2 separate regions of the Sus scrofa genome follow, and region 2 is linked to region 1. A link is a contact called in public HiChIP or PLAC-seq data. All regions are on one chromosome and are shown on one strand. Each heading gives the region's core, a stretch centred on a gene start, on an enhancer-like site or on the middle of the called end of the contact. The rest is flanking DNA. Distances are from core to core; before and after follow the strand shown.

Region 1 (3,605 bases), core at 1,064-3,563:
TGTGATGCGGTGGAAACAAATCCAACTAGTATCCATGAAGATGCAGGTTTGATCTCTGGCCTCGCTCAGTGGGTGGGGGATCCGGCATGGCTGTGAGCTGTGGCGTAGGCTGGCAGCTGTAACTCCGATTAGACCCCTTGCTTGGAAACTTCCATGGGCCGCAGGTGTGGCCCAAAAAGCAAAAAAAAAATTTTTTTTAGAAATGAGGATAATATCAGGAGATGGTGGTGAGATTAATGGGACAATGCGTGCGGTTCACTGTGAGTAGAGGTTCTCGTGGATGTTCTTCTCCCTGTATTGACCCTCTGTCCTTCCCATATTCGAGCAGTTCGACAGGTTATAGGTGAGTGGAGAGGGATGAGGAGGGCAGCAAAAGAAGGGAAAAATCTTTTTTAAGAGCCTTAGTCTTAGGAGAACTCAGCTCGTTTCTAAAAGGGATAAAAGGGGACAAGAAGGAGCTCCTGTCGTGGCGCAGTGGTTAACGAATCCAACTAGGAACCATGAGGTTGTGGGTTTGATCCCTGGCCTTGCTCAGTGGGTTAAGGATCCAGCGTTGCTGTGAGCTGTGGTGTAGGTCACAGACATGGCTCAGATCCCGCTTTGCTGTGGCTCTGGCGTAGGCTGGTGGCTACAGCTCCGATTTGACCCCAGCCTGGGAACCTCCATATGCCGTGAGAGTGGCCGAAGAAATGCCAAAAAGACAAAAAAAAAAAGTGGGGGAAAAAATGTAATTGTAATGTATACATGTAAGGATAACCTGACCCTCTTGCTGTACACTGGGAAAATAAAAAAAAAAGGGGGGACAAGAAGATCCATGCAAATGTCCAGGACACCTCAGCCGGAGCAGTGGGGAGAGGGCCCCTGGCCAGAATCAGGAGGAGGATCCCCTGTTCTGGAGAAGAATGGCACTGGCCCCAGAGCAGCTCTCTGGAGGCAGAGGGAGCCTGAAGGGAATGGTTTGAAGATGCCTTTGGGCTGTAACTGTGACTGCGACCCTGAGGGTCCTGAACGATTGAGGTGGGAGACCGTGGGGTGGTGGGTGGGGTGCTGGGCACAGCTTTTAAAAGAATGACAGAGACATTGAGGATAAAACTGGTTAGAACCCATCAGGCCCAAGATGGCAGAAGAGTCCACTTCCCGTAGGCCTTGTGCCTCAAGAGATGTTCACTGCAATGCATTAGCTAAATGACACACCCTCAGGCACCACGACAGTTCCAAGGCCAACCATTAAAAGGGCAAAAAGCAGGTAGTGGTCCAATCCCTGCAATACCTGCCCCTTCCAGGAAATTGTTGGACTAATCCTCCTACTTGTTACCCTGTGAAATTACCCAGCCCATAAACACTCACCACCTTCTGAGATGACTGAATTCTGCCCCTGGAATGTGTCGCTCTGCTTTCACATTATGATGGCTCATTTTTTTTGTTTTTGTTTTGGTTTTTTTTTTTTTGCCTGCACCCGTGACATGTGGAAGATCCCAGGGCTGGGATTGAACTCTGTGCAAGAGAACTTCCACTATGGCTCCTTCTTGAATTCTTGCCTTCGCGAAGCCAAGGGCCCTCCCAGGCACTCCGCCAAGACCTGGGTCGCGACCATCCTCTCAGGCCCCGTTTTCCTGCAACATCTTTACAAAGGAAGAGGAGGAGGGTGACCCTTTTCCTTTGATGATAAAAATGTAGCTCGCTTCTGCGGGCAGAGACCTCTTGCCTGCCTGTCTGTATCCTTCACACACTCCTATATTAATAATCTACTTCTTACCGATCACTTGGCCTCTTGCTGAACTCCTTCTGTGCGGAGACGTAAGGAACCTGAACTTCATTAAGTCCGGGGATGACTTGTGCAGGTTCAGTTGGAAGATTGTGGGCTTGAGTCCTATGTGAGGTTCGACTGGGTTGCAGTTCCATCCGGGGCGTGTGATCAGACTGGGGGTAAGGGCAGCCTCAGAAATGACTTGGGGATTACTACACAAACCAAAGGCCATCCTCCTAGCACGCACCGTTGCATTTCCACCTCAAAATTCCTGGAAGACGTGATGTATTTTTTTGCCACCAGCCTGATGGAAAAGAGGCTGAGAAACGAGGCATGGTTACAGAAAACAGAAAGGTCTCCGCTTCGGCCCTCTAATGTGCCTGGCAACCCGGGGAGACCCGGGCTGTGGGTCTGAAGCCTGGAGCCCAGAAGACGGGCTGCGCATGCTCTCTCCATCTCGGCCACCCCCTGGCTTCGGACCTCTGCGCATGCTCTCTCTGTCCCTCCTGCCACTCTCTTCCGAGCCTCTGGACTTGGTGCTCTCCTCGCCGCCCTCTCCAGGCCCCATCTGTTCCGCGGTTACTTCCCAACCTTGGCTTCCTCTGGAGGGTGGAGCCACGTTTTATGACCTCTGTAATACATTGTGGACTGTTTGCTTCTTCCTCTGGGTTATTTAGGTTCTTGCAGGGGCTGGGGGGAGGGCAGTGACAAAGGAAGGGGCAGGCTGATCTTTGGAGGCTCCCTGTACCCCTCAACCCAGCCCTCAACAGGGAGATGTGGCCTGATCCCAAGACTTGGCAAGGCAGCCACAGATATTTGCAGAGTGACAAAAGGAGAGGAGGAGCCTAAGAAGAAAACGGCTTTCACACATGAAAATGCCTGGAAAAGTTTTCCAGACTCATTATTCTTTTCGGGTAATTTTCAAGGCCAAAAGAGCCTGGGGCTTAAGGCTCCCAGAGGTGACTCAAGTGGTCCAGCGGACATGCAGAAGCTTCTTCCCTGCAGAGTGTGTGTGTGTGTGTCCTAGGATTTAGCCATCCCCTAAATCCAACCACTTCTTTTCTGGAATGTGGAAACGGAGGCCTTAGGGACATGACTTGCCTGAGGTCATGCCATTCTACAGAGATAAAGGAGGAAATGGCCCAGGACTTTGAAACTAAAACAGTCTCGCCTGCACCCCAGCACCGGCCCCTCCAGCTTCGTGGAGGTCACTCTCATGATGGCACAGCCACTCAATGAAGATGGCATCGTTGGCCTGCCCAGCACTGGTCCTCACGTGGGGCTGGGCCCTGGGCTTTGTAGTTTACATAGGTTATGTCATTCCACATACTCTTCGCCATCCTTTTCCAAAAGAGGCTTTTTTTTTTTTTTTTTTTTTTGTCTTTTTGCCATTTCTTGGGCTGCTCCCGCGGCATATGGAGGTTCCCAGGCTAGGGGTCTAATCGGAGCTGTAGCTGCCAGCCTATGCCAGAGCCACAGCAACGCAGGATCCTAGCCGCGTCTGCGACCTACACCACAGCTCACAGCAACGCCGGATCCTTAACCCACTGAGCAAGTCCAGGGATCGAACCTGCAACCTCATGGTTCCTAGCTGGATTTGTTAACCACTGCGCCACGATGGGAACTCCCCCAAAGAGGCATTTTAACCAATATTTCAGAGGAGGAAACTGAAGCCAGGTGTGTTTTATTTCCTACTGCCCCATGATGGTCCAGTTTATATCGTCATAACTGACAATTGGAGCACATGCTATGTGCCCGGTACTTTCTAAACATTTCACAGAGGTTAGCTCATTTTGTCCTCATCGTGGCAGCTATTATGACTAGCCCCATGTTACAAATGAGGTCCCTAAGACACAGG
Region 2 (3,665 bases), core at 1,030-3,529, 84 kb before region 1:
CCGGCCTACACCACAGCTACAGCAACGCGGGATCCTTAACCCACTGAGCAAGGCCAGGGATCAAACCTGCATCCTCATGGATACTAGTTGGGTTCATTGCAGCTGAGCCACATGGGGAACTCTCTGGAAATGACTTCTTAGCCAGCTCCAACACTAGCTCAACAAAGGCCCTGGGGAAGAAGCTTCAGGACGAGTCTTATTTTCATTCCAGAAGGTGTGAGTTTTGCATTTCAGCACTCCCATAGCTTTGGATCTTGGAGCACTGAGAAGGGAGGGAGCCACGCAATCAGAGTGTGGCCTGGGGGGACAGGGGTCTGGTCAGGCCCACCATTACATCTGAGCACCAATGCAGGCACTCAAACATTCATTACTTTAATACACAAAGTCCCCTGTGAGGATTTCCTTAGTGGGTGGCAGGGTGCCCCAGCCAGGGCCCCACCTTCCACCCAGGCCGTCAGAAACAGGACTCACTCACAAGTGCATCTTCGGCAAGTCAGCAACAGGGCTTCTAATAGCGGGTGGGTGAGCACCAACCCTCAAACTCCCATTTTTAATAAGAAATGAGGGTTGAGTTTCAAAATCCCTTTGGGTTGTACTGGATAGAGGCTGGGTTGGCTGAAGAGCCCACAGGGAGCCCTTGTACCTTTTACCATCTTTGGTTCTCATCCCTCTTTCTCCCTCGCTCCTAAGACGCCAGGCTCAAGGTCACCTGAGCGCAGGTGGCCCCTGAGGGTGGCACCCCGTAGGTGTCTGGCTGGGGGCACCTTGCGGCCTCACTCACCCCAGCCCCCCAGGCTCACTCCCTTGACCTCTGCACTTGCTGGACCCCAGCTTCCAAAGCTTGTCCCCAGATACATCCCCAGGGAGTCCCTCTGGGGACCCTACTGAGACCTTTACTCAAATATCACCTTTTCTGAAAAGCCATCCTGACCCCTCACTTAAAATTTTAACACTTCCGGGAGTTCCCGTTGTGGCTCAGCGGGTTAAGAAGCAGACTAGTAACCATGAGGAGGCAGGTTCGATCCCTGGCCTCACTAACTGGGTTAAAGATCCAGCGTTTCCATGACCTATGGCACAGGTTGCAGATGTGGCTCAGATCCCAAATTGCTGTGGCTGTGGCGTAGGCACCGTTCCTAGTCCAGGAACTTCCATATGGCGCAGGTGTGGCCCTAAAAAGAAAAGAAAAAAAATTATACCACTTTCTTTGAGGGCCCTCTTCCTGCTTTCATTTTTTCCATAGCACACTCACAATTAACAAAGAATATATTTTCCTCTCACTTACTGTCTGAATGTCTCCTCCCAACACTAAAACCTAAGTTTCACAGAGCTGACATTTTTGTCCTTTTTGTTCAGTTACTCCCCCATTTTAGAAGGGTGCCTGGGAGTTGCTGTCATGGCCCAGGGGAAATGAATCTGACTAGGAACCATGAGGTTGTGGGTTCCATCCCTGGCCTTGCTCAATGGGTTAAGGATCTGGCATTGCCGTGAGCTGTGCTGTAGGTGGCAGACGCAGCTTGGATCCTGCGTTGCTGTGGCTGTGGCCGTGGCCAGCAGCTGTAGCTCCAATTAGACCCCTAGCCTGGGAAACTCCATGTGCCACAGGTGTGGCCCTAAAAAGAAAAAGAAAAAAAAAAAAAGAAGAAGAATGCCCTGCACAGAATGAGTGTTAAACTCGTATGCTAATGAAATATTTGTTGAAAAAAAGAGTAATAGAATACATAAAAAGACGTACTCTGTGCCAGGCATCATGATTCACATGGCTCATCTCACTCACTATTAACAACAATTCTATTATAATCTCTGTTTTACAGATGAGGACACTGTTGCTCAGACAGGTTAAGCAATTTACCCAAAGACACACAGCTTAGCCAGGAAGGGAGTGGAGCTTGAACCTAGGCCACTAAGCACCAGAACCTTTTATCTACTACAGGGTGCTGCTCACCTCCCCAGGGAGCAGCACGTCCGACTTTGGGAACACAAACATTCGGGCAGCCGCAGGGGGAGCGGGGCCAGTTTGCTGTGACAAGCGGGATTGGGGCTTTGACAAGATGGGTGCTAAGAAAACAAATCCCGCCAGACCAGGAAACTGCTTAAACCAAACAGGGCCGGAGAGGAAGTTTAGTTTAAGCTGTTAGATGCCCGAGACAAGGTCTGGTCATTTGAGGCCAACGAAGTCTTTTTCTGCGAAGAGTCAGCAGTCCTCCAGCTGAGGGGCCAAAGACGGGAGAGGGTACAAGATGGACCAGTGCCAAGAAGCCACTTTCCATTAGCCGCATGGCACATCATGGCCCACATGGCTGTCTGCACACAGGTATTGCGAGTAACAACGTCTTTGGCTTTTGGTTTCTTTTTATCTTTCTCTCTCTTTTTTTAAAGAACTACTTCCTAAAACTCTCAAAATTGTCAAAGATGCAGCTGCAAAACTGGCCCAGCACTTTGCCTCAAATGTTCACCTCTTCTCATAAACCACCGGGCCAACCACAACAGAAAAAGTTTCCTGTCCCCTAAAAAGACAAGTTTCCATTCGCTGATGGATTCTTCCTTGCTCTGTTCAGTCCCCTCAGCCAGGGTGAGTCAGGGCCACCAAGGCAGACTCTCCCCAGGGACTTGTCTCCTTCTTTCTTCTAAGACTCACCACCAACGCTTGAAATACGACCACGCCTACAAGTTGGCCCCATCAGACTCCATGGCGGCCCAGCTCACAGCTCTGCTGCCTCTCTAACCAGAGCACTTCAAGACAGAAGCCAAGTTCTCTGAGATGGAATCGGAGAAGAGCCCTTGGTCTGAAGCCACCTCCCCCTGGCCCCCCAGGATGCTTGTCTCCCCATCTTCCTTCTCAACCAGGAGTGTCCACCTCCTCCTCTGCTTTGCCTCCTTTCTTCTACCAATGATCCCCTGCTAATCTGGACTCTGAGGCTCTGGCCATCTCCTGTTTGCAACTTTGAAGTTATCCCGTCCCAATGGTGTGGAAAAGGAGAGATTTCCAGACCCTTTCCCATGTAGCATGATTTCTCCCCAAACCCTGAGCGTTACCAAAGCTTTTCTGACCTCGCTCTGCCCCAGACAAGACCCCAGGTCAAGCAGGTGTGGGAGGGGTATCATGAAATGATTGCAAACATGAAATCAGACAATTCTAGACTTGAACCCCAGCTCCACAGATTACTTGTGACCTTGGGCCTCACTTCCTCATCCCCAATAAAGTGGGCTGATAAGGCTGTTCGTTATTGAGGAACCAACTGAGAAATCTCCTGTAAAACTCCTGATAGGTCAAAATCGGGTCCGTCTATCTCAGGTTCGCTGTCACTGAGGAAGGAGGGCACGGGGAGCCTGCGTTACTATATTTCTAGGATCCGGCCTTCCCTTCCCACCCAGCAACGAGTTTACACACAAGGAGCCCAAGGAGCAGGTGAGGTCTGGTCAAAGCTGGCTCCAACTCCATGGCATCACAGCCCCTTGTTGCTTATAAACCATCCAGTTGTCTCCACACAAAACAGCAGCCAATGTCTTCCACCAGGTCCATTTCCTGGAAGGGCCACAGGGTGACAGCTCCCTAGGTGTACACAGTCTGGGCTGTCCCGAAGTTGAGAACCTTGAAGCACTGCTCGGACCTCCTCTCCCCTCTCTCTGCCCCACCCTACGAGGAGAAAATCAGGACATGCACAATG

Evidence for each region. HiChIP or PLAC-seq counts read pairs in DNA pulled down with a chosen protein or histone mark.
Region 2: an H3K27ac HiChIP or PLAC-seq map of alveolar macrophages shows a contact between it and region 1. The contact joins two enhancer-like sites. A contact is called at or near these places in 2 of 47 Hi-C or Micro-C datasets (embryonic fibroblasts and skeletal muscle) and 1 of 2 datasets of contacts at active chromatin or transcription factors (alveolar macrophages).

What each region holds. Positions count from the first base shown.
Region 1 is chr12:43,915,644-43,919,248 of Sscrofa11.1, reverse strand. No RefSeq gene overlaps it. Among named protein-coding and RNA genes, the nearest start is that of KSR1, 9.8 kb to the left of the region's middle. Within about 2 kb of position 2,313, at least 28 of the 83 cell types and tissues checked have an H3K27ac peak or open chromatin away from gene starts, as enhancers often do. A contact at or near this core is called in alveolar macrophages, where this site is marked.
Region 2 is chr12:43,999,170-44,002,834 of Sscrofa11.1, reverse strand. The region is part of intron 1 of KSR1 (kinase suppressor of Ras 1); the gene reads right to left. Among named protein-coding and RNA genes, the nearest start is that of KSR1, 74 kb to the right of the region's middle. Within about 2 kb of position 2,279, at least 23 of the 83 cell types and tissues checked have an H3K27ac peak or open chromatin away from gene starts, as enhancers often do. A contact at or near this core is called in alveolar macrophages, where this site is marked.